Regions from separate parts of the Sus scrofa genome. Here region 2 is linked to region 1. The links are chromatin contacts, called in public Hi-C maps. All regions are on one chromosome and are shown on one strand. The core of a region is the stretch at or near the end of the contact, and the rest is flanking DNA. Distances in the headings are between cores, read along the strand shown. Region 1 has its middle 150 kb from the start of NECTIN3. Region 2 has its middle 350 kb from the start of NECTIN3.

Region 1 (7,307 bases), core at 1,600-4,099:
GGTCAGTGGAAGGAAGGAAGTCATAAGTTTCAATTTTCAGAATAAAGAAATCATTTTTACCAAAAAATAATTTAATCAAAAAGAAGAATGAGATGTTAAATTCATGCATTTCTAAAAAAAGGGGAGGGGGTGAGTGGGGGCAAGGTGGTGTAGAAGGAAAAGGTATTAAAGCTTGAGTCCTAAAATATATGGGTGAGTTCTGATTAAATTTACCAGGCATAAGCATCGGTAGAAGAAAACAAGATATGAGATATTGGACAAGTTACAGAGAAGGCAGTCTGTCATTTCTATGCCTTTTCTCAGTACACACATTTGAAGTACTTGTGGATAGTTTCAGCATGCTAATGTGGCATAGAACCCACAGGTTGAGGGCCCAGAATTGGGTATTTGACATACCAAGGAATAAGTTCCAACCATACCACTTGCCCATATAATTTTAAACACATTTCTCAACCTTCTTCACCTAACTTCCTTAAGTTTTATCTGTGCTGTGACAATAATATATAATTTATATTGGTTGTGATGATTAGAAGATAATATATATGATTAGCATGATGCTTAGCACATAACTTCTGAATAAATACCCAGCTATTTTTTAAAAGAAAAAATTTAGGGAGGCAAATATGTGTTTATTTAAAGAGAGAAGAGAGAGAAGATTGGTGTGGAGAAAATACAGGCACAGGCAGGCTGGGCTGTGGGGTGGTGGAAAAGGAGAGAGAAAGACAGAGACAGATAGAGGAAGTGAGGAAGAAAGAGGAAGGGAGCCAAGGCATGATTTGGAGGTTGTTTAAATCACTCCTATGGGGGCAGTCCTTCTGGCTTTCTCTGTCCAGTTGTCTTGCTTTCCTGGCTTTGGCCTGACTCAGGGCCCTACCCTCAGGATGGGTTTTGCTCAAGGGTCTCTGGGAAGTTGACAGGGTGTGCTAGGGTCTGATGCCCCTCCTTTCCCTGACCCCTCAGGAACCTTTCTGCGAGTGTGTAGTTCTGGAGGTCTCCTGGACCTCAAGAATGAGAAATAGATGGTCTTTATCTTTTATCTAAGCAGGATGCAGCTTTAATCTTGAAGTTAGCTGTCCACAGGGAACTGATTACAGTTGCTCAGCCTGGGACCCATCTATCTCCTGCTTCAGATGCGCCAAGAGATGTTATTAACGAATGAAGACCATAAAGGCCTTACTTTGGTGTTACTAGAGTAGATAAATGTCGACAGGATTAACTTGCATGAAGAATTGGTAGCCTTCTACATAGTAAAAATTCAGAAGCCAAGAATTCTTCTCCAAATAGCTCTTAGTTCATAAGACTGATACCTGGAATTCCATTATTAGAATTTTATCACACTGAATTCAATGTGTTTAAAATATAAAATAATTGGTAGATGATAGATGTCAGCTTTCTTGGTCATTTTAATTGTAGGTAATCTGATTGGATTCTAACCCTTTCCTGAGAGTGAAAGAGAAAAAAGGAGAAGTAGGAAATATTTGGAAATTTTGAAGGAAGTTTGCCTTAAGGACAGTATGGAGAAAAGGGAGGTGAAGTTTATTTGAAGACAAATTTTACCACCTTCATAATTTAGTCAAAGTTCAACCTTATTTCAAAAGGTTTAATATTATACACAAATATGCCATTTAGCCAAAGGAATCAAGAGTTAATAAAATTTCGTCATTGTTCAATTAGTGCTTAAATCTTTTAATTCTGTGTAAGTAAACAGATTTTGAATGGGATTCTGAACTCTCACATTTTTGAGGTAATGCTAGTTAATTACATCCTTGGTAAGAGTATATCACTATGATTTTCCTTCATGCATGCAAATCAGACATAGAATTATATTGCCTTTCGTGGCCTGTCCCGATGACCAGTCACACACTGGAAAATTTCTAATTTTCCTTTCCTGCATTAGATTATATCTCTGCCTTGGTTTGAGTGTAGAATGTTACTAGTGCATGAAATTCTTGAAATAATAAAACCAACAAGATACTGTATATATATATATATATATATATATATATATATATACAGTTGTTTTTTTTTGTTTGTTTGTTTGTTTGTTTTTGTTTCTGTTTTTGCTGCACCCACACTGTGCAGAAGTTCTGGGGTCAGATATCGAACTTGTGTCACAGTAGTGGCAATACTAGATCTCCAACCTGCTGGGCCACCAGGGAACTCTGAGATACTGTGTTTTTTTTCATGATAATAGCCATTTGCAAATTATAATCTTCAGAGGGTCTTAGGAGCTGTGTATGTAATTCCTCGCTCATTGTAGGAAACACCCACTGTACCCTTGAGAGGTATCCACTCTTCCTCAGGTTGAATGCTTTCAGGGAGTGAGGAGAATGCTCTAGTGAGCAAGCCTCCTCTGTTGTTGAGTAGCTTTGATACTTGATTTCTTATGTTGAGTCTGAATCTGCATCTTGATCATAATTCTACTTTGGAGCAGGAGAGAATAAACCTTTCACTCGGCCCCTTAAGTAAGTTTACATTGCCCTCAGTATACACAAATTCACATCAGTGGCCTAGGACTATCAGGTTTCTCTCCATGCTGAATGTCTTCAGTGTGCCTATAAGATGTCCAGGATTCCAGGCCTTTCACTGATTGACTTTTCTCCTTTGAAAACTACTGTATCTAAGGTGACTGCATGTCTTGGATTTCCACGGACAGTACTGCTGTCCAGGTCTAAATAGTAACAATGTTCTCTTTCACTTTTATGATATTCTTGTTCCAGTGATAAATTGTTGTATCTCTGTTGTGCAAATAAAGATGAATTGCAAAACAGCAGTCACACAAGGCCTACCAGAATAGCTTTCTGGAAAATTCATTGGCATAAGATCAGCGGCAGATGTGCAGGCTGTACCTCTCCCACACCCATTCTTTTTAGGGCAGTGTGCAAAAATATATCAGGGTTCTTTATCAGACTCCATGAGAGGTATTCCTGCTCTTTGGGTTGTGGGCTTTTAAACTGTATAATTAGTGAAGTGCCAACTCCTCTGGTGTGTTCAGAGGCCGAAATACAAAACCTAAATGACACATAGCACATTGGCTATAGCTTTATGCTGTCATCTCTGGGAGTTTCAGCCTGGGAGTAGCTTCAGTCCCTCCCCAATTTGCTTGGGGACTGGGGTCCAAGCATTGCAGGTGATGGTGATTGATGGCTTTAGTCTTTGGGCTGTAGCCAGTTTCCATGGAACTTTGTAAGAAATTAGCTCTTTTCACATGAGAGTAGCTTTCAGAGAATCAGTCAAGTTAATCTTTTACTCAGTTCTTTCCTCTTTTCCCAAATCAATAAGTGGTGTTTAGGCACCGTAATCGATTATTTTAACCTGTAAGAGTTATGTGGCTAGTCACAGCATCACTGTATTTGATGCTGGAGGACAGTTAGGAATGGTTGAGTAATAACTGACAAGAGTCATTCATGTTTGCCTAAGGCAGAGTGGAAAGGGACATTGATTTGAAAAGCCCTGGAGGTATCTTGTTGGAAAGTATAACAGGGCCATTATCTGTACTTCCGTGTGGAGGTTGAGGACAAGCTAATCATGACCAACAGCATAGCTTCCTGGCCTCTCCCAAGGGCCATGGATCCTCTGTCATTATAGGTCTTATAGTCTAGCTCTTGATCACACCAGGGAGGGACTGACACAACCATAGTCATGCACTTAATGTTCCATAATCAAGGGCTCCATTCACTACCCCAGAAAAAGCAGGCAGGAACTCTCTTCGTGAATTTTTCCAGATGAATGCTCCCTAGCAATCTTCTTTTTATAATTGAAGTATAGTTGATTTACAGTGTTTCAGTTGTATAGCAAAGTGATTCAGTGAAATATAAATACAGCTCCCTGTGCTATACAGTAGGTCCTTGTTTATGTTATATATAGTAAGTGCGTATCTGTTAATCCTACATTCTCGATTTATCTCCCCCTCCCTTTCCCCTTTGGTAATCACATGTTTGTTTTCTGTGTTACCCCAGCAATCTTGTGCTAGTTCTGCTCTGGCCATTTTCCCTTGTGTGCCAGACAGTCACCCTAATCATATTTTATTCAACATGTATGGGAGAAAAGAGCAGGGAAGATGAAGAAAACCATTTCTTGTTCATTACTCCTTTTAAAATGCTTCTTTTATACCTGTCTTTTCTTATCCATGCAATAGTTGTGTGGAATAGTAGGGATTTCCCTGTACTTTAGATCTGGTCCAGTCTCTTTCACTGAATTGTTGTTTGGGGTTGGACAAATCACTCAAGGTTTCTAGTTCTCTGTTTTTTGTTTTTGTTTTTTTTATTTTTTTAAAATTTTTTATGAACTGAGAGGTATAGTATAAATACTCCATTACTGTAGTTCCTTGGGATTGGATGCATGTCTTATGTCTCTGCTCCTGACCCACACAACATCATTATGTAGGAGTACTCCGTAAATATATGTTAGGCAAATAAATAGATCAATAAGTGGTTATCTCTTACATTTCTTCCTATTGGTGTTTATATATTGTTTCAACCTCTTGAAATCAGTCTGAACCTGATTTTGTCTTTCATCATGCCTTTCTCTTCCTGGCATCACTGATATGCCTATCTTCTACATATTTATCTTAGTCACTGACATGAAAGTTGAATACGATAGGTCACTATCTGCATTTTTCTTTGCATCATAGGATGGATGGAAAGGAACAAATGTGCAAATTGTTTCCTCTGTATTCTCTGAAGTCTCTCTATGTATTAAGAGCACCTATGAAGAAATAGAACATTCAATGTTTTGAACTTAATGAACTACAAAATTACCAAGAACTAGCTGTAAGGTTGGTTGTTCACATAGAAATCTATTAAAAACTTATTTGATTCTTGCATTTAACTCCCTTGAGCAATTCTGGTTCTTAAGGGTAAAGGATGGTAAGGAGTATATTGCTACTCCCCAGTCTTCTAGGATCTTGATCCTAAAGACATACAAGGCTATTCTTTTTTTTTTTTTTTTGCTATTTCTTGGGCCGCTCCCGCGGCATATGGAGGTTCCCAGGCTAGGGGTCAAATCGGAGCTGTAGCCGCCAGCCTACGCCATAGCCACAGCAACGCAAGATCCGAGCCGTGTCTGCAACCTACACCACAGCTCACGGCAACGCCGGATCGTTAACCCACTGAGCAAGGGCAGGGACCGAACCCGCAACCTCATGGTTCCTAGTCGGATTCGTTAACCACTGCACCACGACGGAAACTCCAACAAGGCTATTCTTAAAGAAGAAAATAAAAAAGGAGGTAAATACTAATTTTTTATTGGGCTAAATGTGTCTCCAAATACAAAAAATGATATTAGATTTTTAGTGAATATTACACTAGAAAGACCTAGATAGAAGCACTGATTAACACTGGAGGGGTGAAATACTTAATTAAAAAAATTGTCTAAAGCATAAAGAATGAAATTAATAGGACTGGAAAGATCGGGATTTGAATCCTGAATAGCATATACCAGTAAAAAATTAACAAATATATTCTAATACCTGAATAGCTTATATTACCAGTGACTATGAAAGTGCAGTAAGTAAGGACAGTTTTACAATAGCTTATATTACCAGTGACTATGAAAGTGCAGTAAGTAAGGACAGTTTTCTAGTATACTTGATTAGTGCTGAATCTTCAAATTTTTTAATTGAGAGGGACTTTTATTGTCAGCAATGTAAACAGGGATATCATAAGAATTGTGACACTTCCAAATCATGGTTGTCTTTCTTCTTTTTAAAGTTATTTAAATTTTTGTGCTGTTAGTCAAATGATTATAAAACAATTAGCTATTGCTAAAATGTTAGCATTGGAAAAGGACTCAGTCTATCTCTTAGTTAACTCACTGTCTTGGGGAACTAAAAGATTGTTCAGAAATTGAAGAAAAATTGGGGCTCCAAACAAAGAATTGTTTTCCTTCTTCTTCTTCATTGTTTTTTGTTTGTTTGTTTGTTTTTTCTTTTTAGGGCTGCACCGTGGCATATGGAAGTTCCCAGGCTAGAGGTCAAATCCAAGCTGCAGCTGTCAGCCACAGCAACACCAGATACGAGCCGCATCTGCGACCTACTCCACGGCTCACAGCAGTGTGGGAACTTGCATCTTCATGGATACTAGTTGGATTCATTTCTGCTGTGCCACAATTGGAACTCCTCCTTCTTCTTGTTAAAAGGTGCAGATATGGCTGGACTTGGTGTCAGAGTAGTTATATTTGTAAACCTGCTTGTGTATTTAAGCTATGTATTCTTGGGCAAATGACTCAGCCTTTTGAGCCTAACTTCCCTTAGAGAGGCTAAACATGTCTTGCAGAGACTCAAATGAGACCTAACAACAAAGCAATAATAATGGCCACTTGTGACAGTGACAATAACTAATATGTTTTAGCCCTTCCATGGCTAGATACTCTGCTAAGCATTTTAAACTTGTTTTGAAAGTTAATTCTTATAGATTCATACAATGTGGTGTTATTTTTATATATGTTAAAGAATTTTAAAAATTCAAAGAACTATTGTGATATGAACCATTATTATTATTAGTGCCATATTTCATCTAAATCAAAGGACTGTGTTTTTATGATAAGAATCCTCTTAACTGCCATGAATTCTGAGGTCCCTAAGCCAGGAGTCATTAGGTGAAACAAATATTATGCTGATTAGAAGCTATATAAGGAAAAGCAGAATTGTGACATCTTAGAATAAAGTTAGTATAATGTAATTCATCTTTTTATTCATGAATAAAGGGGAAGTTCTTAGTGGTCATCATGTATCTATGATTCCCTATATTTTCCACCCTGGCAATTAGGACCATGTGTAATTAACTCTAGCCAATGGAATGGGAGCAAAATTAATGTACATCACTTCTGAGTCAAGCAGTTAAGAGTTGGTATGTCTGCTGCATTTTTCTTTTCCCTTGCTGCCATCATCTCAGATGCTACTTGTTCCAGATAGAAGAGGGCACCTCAGAATACACTGGCTTGAGTTAGATTAAGCCCCTGAAATTTTGGTATTTATTTGTTACCTTGGCTATTCTGACTAGTGTTCCATGTCTTTCTTACTCATAAATATATCATCCCAAGAATCTAGCAGAATGTAATCAATGAAATAACTTTTTGGTAAGTATTTGTGCAAGTAATGTAATCTAAACCTTTACAGGGGAGGTATCTCAGGTATAGATAGATTAGATTTGATTGCCTCAAGTACTACAGATGAGGTTCTTTCCAGTCCCTTCATGTCAGTGCACTAATAGATGATAGTATTTGTTTGGCTTACTTGAATAGTCATGTTTGCTTGGCTGACTGGCCCAAGGGTTCATGCTGCCTCAGGTCCTACCCAGGCATGCTAA
Region 2 (7,307 bases), core at 3,093-5,592, 200 kb after region 1:
TTGAATGTGTCTTTGGATCAGATTAACATTTAACTAGATAGATTGAATAAAACAGATGGCCCTCTCTAATGTAGGTGAGCTTTACCCAATCAGATGAAAACTTGAATAAAAAGGCTGACTGTCCTAAATAAGAGATAATTCTTTCTGGCTGACTGCATTTAAACCAGAGCATTAACTTTTTTTTCCTACCTTCAGACTCACTCTGCAGGTCATGGGGTTGGCTTGCCTCCATAATTGCATGAGCTGATTCCTTATGATCAGTCAGTCAGTCTATCTTGTATCCATCTATCCATCTATCCATCCATCCATATCCAAACACACACACATCCTACTGATCTGTTGCTCTGTAGAACCCTGACTAATACCCTGACAATAGGGAACTTCAGAGTTGGAGCCATAAGCTGTAAAGAAATTCTCATCCATTCTTCATACAATCCTTTTGAGGTATAAACAATTTAAGAGACAACCAAACTGAGGCTAAAAGTGGTTAAAAGGCTATTCCAAGCTAATAGTGATAGTAAAGGGTAGGCTCAGGATATAATGGAGTAAAATTCAAAAACCGTGATTCTCCACACCAAGATGGCAGTCATACAGGATAAGTAAAGTAGGGTGGATGGTCCTACCAGTGCTGACCATCTGCAACAGGTCTCACCTGCAGGTGGATGAGGCAACCACAGAGGATCTCTTGGGGAACTGGGATGGCACAGTAAGGGATGCATCATGGACTGGAGATTGAATCTGAACTGGATCAAGTGGTCTATACCTGATGTGCTACCTGATATCCCAGTGCCTTTTCAAATAATGAGATAGATACTAAACCCAACATTGCAATAAGAAAGAAGGACCTAAGCAGGGGCTCTGGAGAGCCTTATCCACAGAATCACAGGAGCTGTGGGCTTTCTTGTAGCTAAGTGCAACGACCATGCATGCCCAGCATTCTCAGGGTAACCACCACTAAAACAAACAAAAGAGGTCTGGTTGCCCACATCTGGCACACAGTTACCAAGTTGATCAGGAAAGGGGCCCAGAGGCCATGGTAACTCTGCCATGATTTGTTCAGTGTCTTCAAGAAATGAGAAGGGTAGCTGGTAACAAAGCAGATTAACTTTATCTAGACCGCAGACTAAGCCTCTTGTCCATGATGGGGACAACTGTTCACTGAAAAGAGGAGGTACTGCCCATCTCCTATCTGTCATGCCATCACAAGGGGAAGAAGGGACAGTATGTCAGGACCTTCCTTGGGCCCCCTGCCTTGTCCCTCCCCAGTTCCTCACTTGTGGGGCAGTACATAGTTCCTGCTCCCACTTGCTCTGAGTTCTGAAGCTGTTCTCAAGGCAGGAGCTTCTGCCCCACCCTGAGAGGGGCTTTAGGGTTGTGTTTTGTCACTGGGCCTCAGCCTGAAACATTGGGCTGTCAGATTTGTCCCAGATCCCTTCCTTCTCCCAACTTTCTCCCTGGGATTTGTATGTCTCCTCTTTTCTCTCTTTTCCATGATAACTGTCTGAAAAGCTAGTCTTGGCCCTTTCTTTAGTTCTTCAGTTACTTATCAGGTGTGTCCTGGCTGGAGCTCTGACCAGCTCCTGAGAGTCATTAGGTCTCTACCTCACTTTCGTTACGCTTGTGTTTAAAATCGAGTAGATTTTGTTACCCTCTGACCTACCTCTCAGTTGATTCTGCACCAGGGACATGGGCTTGCACTGCGGTCTCAGGAGCTGGACCTGGAAGAGCTAAGTGGTGGGAGCCATCCCAGGCCGGGGCCAAAGGAAATAGAATCTAACATCTGCAGGCATTAGGGCTGAAGTGAAAACTAGGGTGGGTTCAAGATATCAAGTCAGGGAGGTTGATAATCACAGCACCAGTAACTAGAAGCAAGACGTGATAGGTTTAGTAGACAGAGCCTGGATGGATCTGCAGAACCCTGGTGTCCTGGAGGCTGAAGGCTTGTGGAAAATAGAGAGCTCTGCCTTCTGTTGAGGTGAGAGGTGAAGACATCCTTGAGATCATATAGGTTAAATATGTGCCTCACCTGTTTCTAGCTGTGTGACCTTTGGTAAATTATGTGATTCCTTTGAGTTTCTGTTTCTTTGCTAGACTGGCAGTAATAACACTTGCTCACAGACTATTTTGAGGATTACGGATAGTGGGAATAAGGTTACTAACCCACATGACCTGCGTAAATGCTCACTCTATGGTCACTCTCAGTTCAGCTCTATTACTTACTAACCGCATGGCCTTGGGGAACTCATTTCACATATTTTGGGCTTCTGCATCTTGTCCAATGAGTGATAAGGTCAATATAGATTGTCTCTAAGTCTTCATCCAATTCAAACACCTTAAAATCTATTCTAAGCTCTTCCTTGGCAAAGGAATCTTCCTTTCTAACACTATCTTGCAACCACCTTGTGACTCAGGCCCAAACCCACAAATTAGATTAAATCCCATTATTTTTTTAAAAAAACTCTTTTGAAATATTAAAGCCTGCATATATGTTTAAATAACCTTGTCAAATTTGCTCTCCCTGCAGAGGGCTTTTCATTATTCTTTTTCATTAAAATAAAAATCCCTCTGGTTGACTTTCTAGATGTGTTTTCCTTAGACCTTCAGCCTGTTGTTAACCATTTTCAACCTAATATTAAACCCTGTCCTCCTAAAGCTGAGTGCTCTGCTACCCCCTGAGAAGTCACCCACAATGATGATAGAGTGGGCACTTAATATGCTAAATAATAATAATATAAAATAGAAATGTGTAGTGATCACTGGCTGCCCAGTAGGGGTCTGTCACTCACTTCCTTTATCAGTCATTTTTACTGTAAAATTCTGTGCTGAAAGGGGAGGGGAAAAACGCTGCACAGCAAATGTCTCCAGGCTACAGGCTGTGGTAAATAGGGTATCTAATATCCAGAAAATGAATATTCAGCCTCCAGAGAAACGTATGCAATGAAGGGAAATGGATTCTCAGATTAGGAAGTTTAGTACTGAGGAAGAAAGGGACCTAATTTGCAAAAGAAAAGAATAGATGTAGTTGATTTCCTCCCTACTGATAAACTGCTCTTGGATGTAGGATTTCCTCTTCATTTCAAAAGCTTATTTTAACTCAAGGGTTTCCTGTTCCTTTATGTTCCATAAACCAAGTCATTCAGATAAGCGGCCCTTTGCTCTATGAACTAATTAGTTTCTGATTTGCTTTGATCTATTATTCAGGCAGTAAATTCCAGCTTCATTGCACCCATAATGTAAAACCCAAATGTAATCACTGTTGTAAAAGGAGATAACTGTAAAGTTGTCAACTTGAAAGAGGCATTGCCTTTTCTTCCGGAAGTGTGGTATGTGATACATACACTTTCCATGTCACTCAAGCAATTGACCTTGTTGCAAACATAGCTGACACTCTGACTCTTTTTTGCCAGAAAAGAGTCATTGAAGAATCATACTTTTGGAATTCTAAGTTATATATGTTATTTAGTGTGCTTTTTCTGTATCGTGATATGATAATGTGATTAATTCATGAATTAAAATGGTTTTTTTTGTTTGATTTTTGAATGTGTCTTATGGAATCAGTACTTCACAGTCAAATCTTCATATATGCTATCAGCTTCACTACAAAGTTTTTTCTTTTTTGGCTCAAGTATGTTCGAAAATGTTCTTGAATAGGTTATTTTTATTTTTCCTAATTCATTTGAACAAATTGGATTTATAAATTAGAATTCTTTCACAAGCTACTAAATCCACATCACTCCATATATTCAAAACCAAGCAAGTCATTTGTGAAAATATTAAAGGTTACTGTGATTATTCTTTCTTTGATCTGTGTGAAAATACAATTCACTAATCATTTAGCTTTAGTAAAAAATCCATTTTTTCCAAAATCCCATGCAAACAAGGGTTTGAACTCTTCAAATGATTCTATAAACTATAAAATATTCTGAGACTCACAGACTTAGAATACAAACTTAAAGGGGATAGCTTGGGGGAAGGAAGAGATAAATCAAGAGTTTGGGTTAACATATATGCACTACTATATATAAAACAGGTAAACAACAAGGACCTACTGTATAGCACAAGGAGCTATACTCAATATCTTGTAATAACCTAAAATGGAAAAGCATCTGAAAAAGAATATGTGTTTGTGTATAAAACAAAATCACTTTGCTGTACATTTGAAACTAATACAGCATTGTAAATTAAATATACTTCAATTAAAAGAATATTCTGACTATTGGCTTTTCTTTGAAATTCATTCTTTATTATCTCTTTCCCTCTCTTTCCTTCTCTACTTTCTCTCCCCCTACAAATCCCTGTGTGTCGGGACGTGGACTGTGCCCTTTTGCTATGCTCCAGATAGGTTCTAAGCATGGAAGGGTCTCTGCAGGACATGAATTCCAAAGCATTCAGATCTCTAATGGTAATTTCTCCTTTAGACACTGCCAGATAGCTTTTAAAATTCTAGGCACATTAAGAGTGGTTGATCTTATTAAATTAGCTCTTCATTAACCAATGCTTTAACATACATTACTCAAGCTCTATCATTTGGCCGTAGAAATAGTTGATTATCTATTCAGAACTATCTGTCTTTGTGGTTCTTACGTAATTCACTCCCAAACATCCATCTCCCCTACCCCCAGCCCCATGTAGCAACTTTTCTAAAAAATTTTGACTTCCTAAGGTTATCTGTGTTATTTGAGAGCACCAAGAATTTGGTTCATAATACAATTGCCGTTTTTCACCTGCATTATTTTACTAGCAAGGGCTTTGGAACAAGCTGATTTTTGACTTCCCTTTGAGAGCTGGGGGTTTGATAATAATTAACTTTCTTGATAACCAGAGGGCAGTGAGAAATTTGAAGGTCATATTACCTGTTATATAAACTGGCCAGTAGCCTTGTCACTTGTTCCTTTGTGAAAGGAAAAGAATGATTAAACTGTGTTCTGATCTTTATCTGTTGTGAAAGGGTTCCTGGTTTATAAACTGGATTGGGAGGATCTAGTCTAGCACAAATAAAACTGAATATTGGTTGACGCTTGTGAATTTTCTTAGTCTTTGGCTTCTAAGGGCAGAATTATATGACTTTGCAAATTAGTGTGTCGTTGGTATTTAAAGTCAATATTGCTACCATAAAAATTAACGAATATTCAGATTTTTATATTATGATACTCCTGCTGTTGACAAAGCCTGACCTAATTCATTTGCTTTCATATTTCACTGCAAAGTGTTTTTGGAGTTGCCTTATCTGCCTTCTTACTAGGCAAAAAAAATTATTCTTTTCAGCTGCTTGATGTTTCACTCTCTGAACCAACTTCCTCTTAGTAAAATGGAAATAAGTATAGTTTCCGCTCATTAGGTTATGATAGGATTGAGTGAGATCATATAAGTGGATTAGGTGAGATAATACACGGAAAATGTTTTGGATGGTGGTGCCTGATATATAGCAAGCACTGAATAAACATCAGCCGTCATTATCTTTATCAGTATCAACATTATTATCTAAGTCAGTTGGCTCCAGATGAGTTTAATCTTGAAAATGAATTGTTCCTCCAAACTTTAGTAATTGGAGGGTGGGAGATTTACTGGGAATTGTACTTTTAGTTTCCTACCATCAGTTTGATCAACCTAGAAATGTGCTCATGATCAAAATGAATCTTGAACCCTCCTTCTAGGTAGGAGAGAAATACTATTAACAAGGGTAGGGCCATATGTAAAGACAAAAGCTACCTTTATTCATCTATTTCCCCAAGTTTTATTTTGCACTGACTTGTAGGAGGTAGAGTAACAACAGATCTTTCCCAAGTCCACTTGGCCCCATGTCCACCTTCTAGGTTAAAAGATTCTTGGATTCTTTTTTTTTGTCAAATCGAAAATTCCCTGATTATACAGTTTATATAATAGAGTCCATAGATCATGGTCTGCTGCAAAAGTGATCTTGATAATAGCACCTGTTTTTGCCTTTTTTGGAACAGTCTTTAATGTTTTTGGTGTTCTCTTTGGGAAGCCTTCAGTGCATAGTGCTGAAGTTTATCAGATCACAGATCATATTATTTCTACTGATGCTTTTAGTAGATATGGTGCTTTTAGAGCTGGAGCAGGGCTGAAATTTCTCTAATTCTGGCCAAAGGAAGGGGCATTCCCTAGTCGACAACTGCAGAGCTGTCATTCTCCTGCCCATTTTACCTTCCACTAACTTGCTACAAATGAACAGAAAGAAGAGCTTGTACTTTAAGTATCCACTATATGCAAGTTACTTTACCTAGTAAAAGCTAATATTTGTATAGGGTTTTGTATGTGCCTTACATTATTCAGTTCATTTAATCCTGAGATATAAAGTCTTTGAGGTAGATACTCTTATTCTTCTGGTGTTAGAGATGAGAGACATGAAACTCAGAAAAGTGACACAACTTGCTTAGGTTACACAGCTGGGAAGGGGCAGTATTGAGACTTGATTTCAGCCAGGAGATCTGGCTTTTCACCACCTTGTAATCCCTACAGCAGTCCATTGTGTGGATACCACTTTCTCATACAGGAGAAAGTAAAGCTGGGGGTTGGGGCGTGGATTGAAGTAGTTTGAACTTTCCTTCCACTCTTTACTACACTCAGATAAAGAGAGAAGTGTTATTTCATTCATATCAGTGGCCAGTTATGTCTTGGTTAAAGGCAAATGAAAAGCTGGTTTGGATGTGGTTATGTCTACCTCTGGTTGTCTGCCAGGGCGTGCATGCTGTCCCAGGTGGAGCAAGGCCATGAAGGTGGTCAGGGGAGCTCAGGGCAGATGTGAGGAGACAGTGAGTCTTTGTCTGAAAGCACTTTTGAAAATAGTTTGCAATAGTCCTAGCACACTCCTGGCTGAGAAGAAACTGGATAAGATCCAGAAGGTGGACTGAGCTAGTTCTCTGAGGCCACAATCCCTGCTGGGCTCATCTGCAGACCTGCTGACATGGGGGTGGGGAGTGGGGGAGTAGTGATTAGCATCCTCCTGCATCCTGAGTGTTGCCAGCTAAGGAAACTTTCTCTGTAGATGCTGTTGGTCAAACTGAAATACAGGTAGGAAAAGGAGGGGAAAGAAGAGAACCAAAACAAGGGAGGCAGGAAGAGGGAACAGGGTAAAGGAAAGGAGCCCAGCTCTGGGTTTCTCCACACCTGTCAGAGGGGAGAGTGCGCTTGCTCTGGACTCAGAGATCTCCTGTTCCCCTGCTTCTGAGGACAGAGCAAGTTCCTTCCCTTCAGGGTTCTGAATCCTGCACTAGCCAAAAATTCATTTGAAGAATTAAATTACATCTGAGGTGCAGTCACCCCCCCCAAAAGGCCCTAGAGGTCAG

The links. A called contact is a pair of places that touch in the nucleus more often than the background predicts.
Region 2: a Hi-C map of liver shows a contact between it and region 1, with 5 times the contacts expected there. The contact joins two enhancer-like sites. A contact is called at or near these places in 1 of 5 promoter capture datasets (liver) and 4 of 47 Hi-C or Micro-C datasets (liver and skeletal muscle).

Annotation. Positions count from the first base shown.
Region 1 is chr13:148,727,527-148,734,833 of Sscrofa11.1, forward strand. No RefSeq gene overlaps it. Among named protein-coding and RNA genes, the nearest start is that of NECTIN3, 150 kb to the left of the region's middle. Within about 2 kb of position 2,850, at least 2 of the 83 cell types and tissues checked have an H3K27ac peak or open chromatin away from gene starts, as enhancers often do. A contact at or near this core is called in liver, where this site is marked.
Region 2 is chr13:148,928,814-148,936,120 of Sscrofa11.1, forward strand. No RefSeq gene overlaps it. Among named protein-coding and RNA genes, the nearest start is that of NECTIN3, 350 kb to the left of the region's middle. Within about 2 kb of position 4,343, at least 3 of the 83 cell types and tissues checked have an H3K27ac peak or open chromatin away from gene starts, as enhancers often do. A contact at or near this core is called in liver, where this site is marked.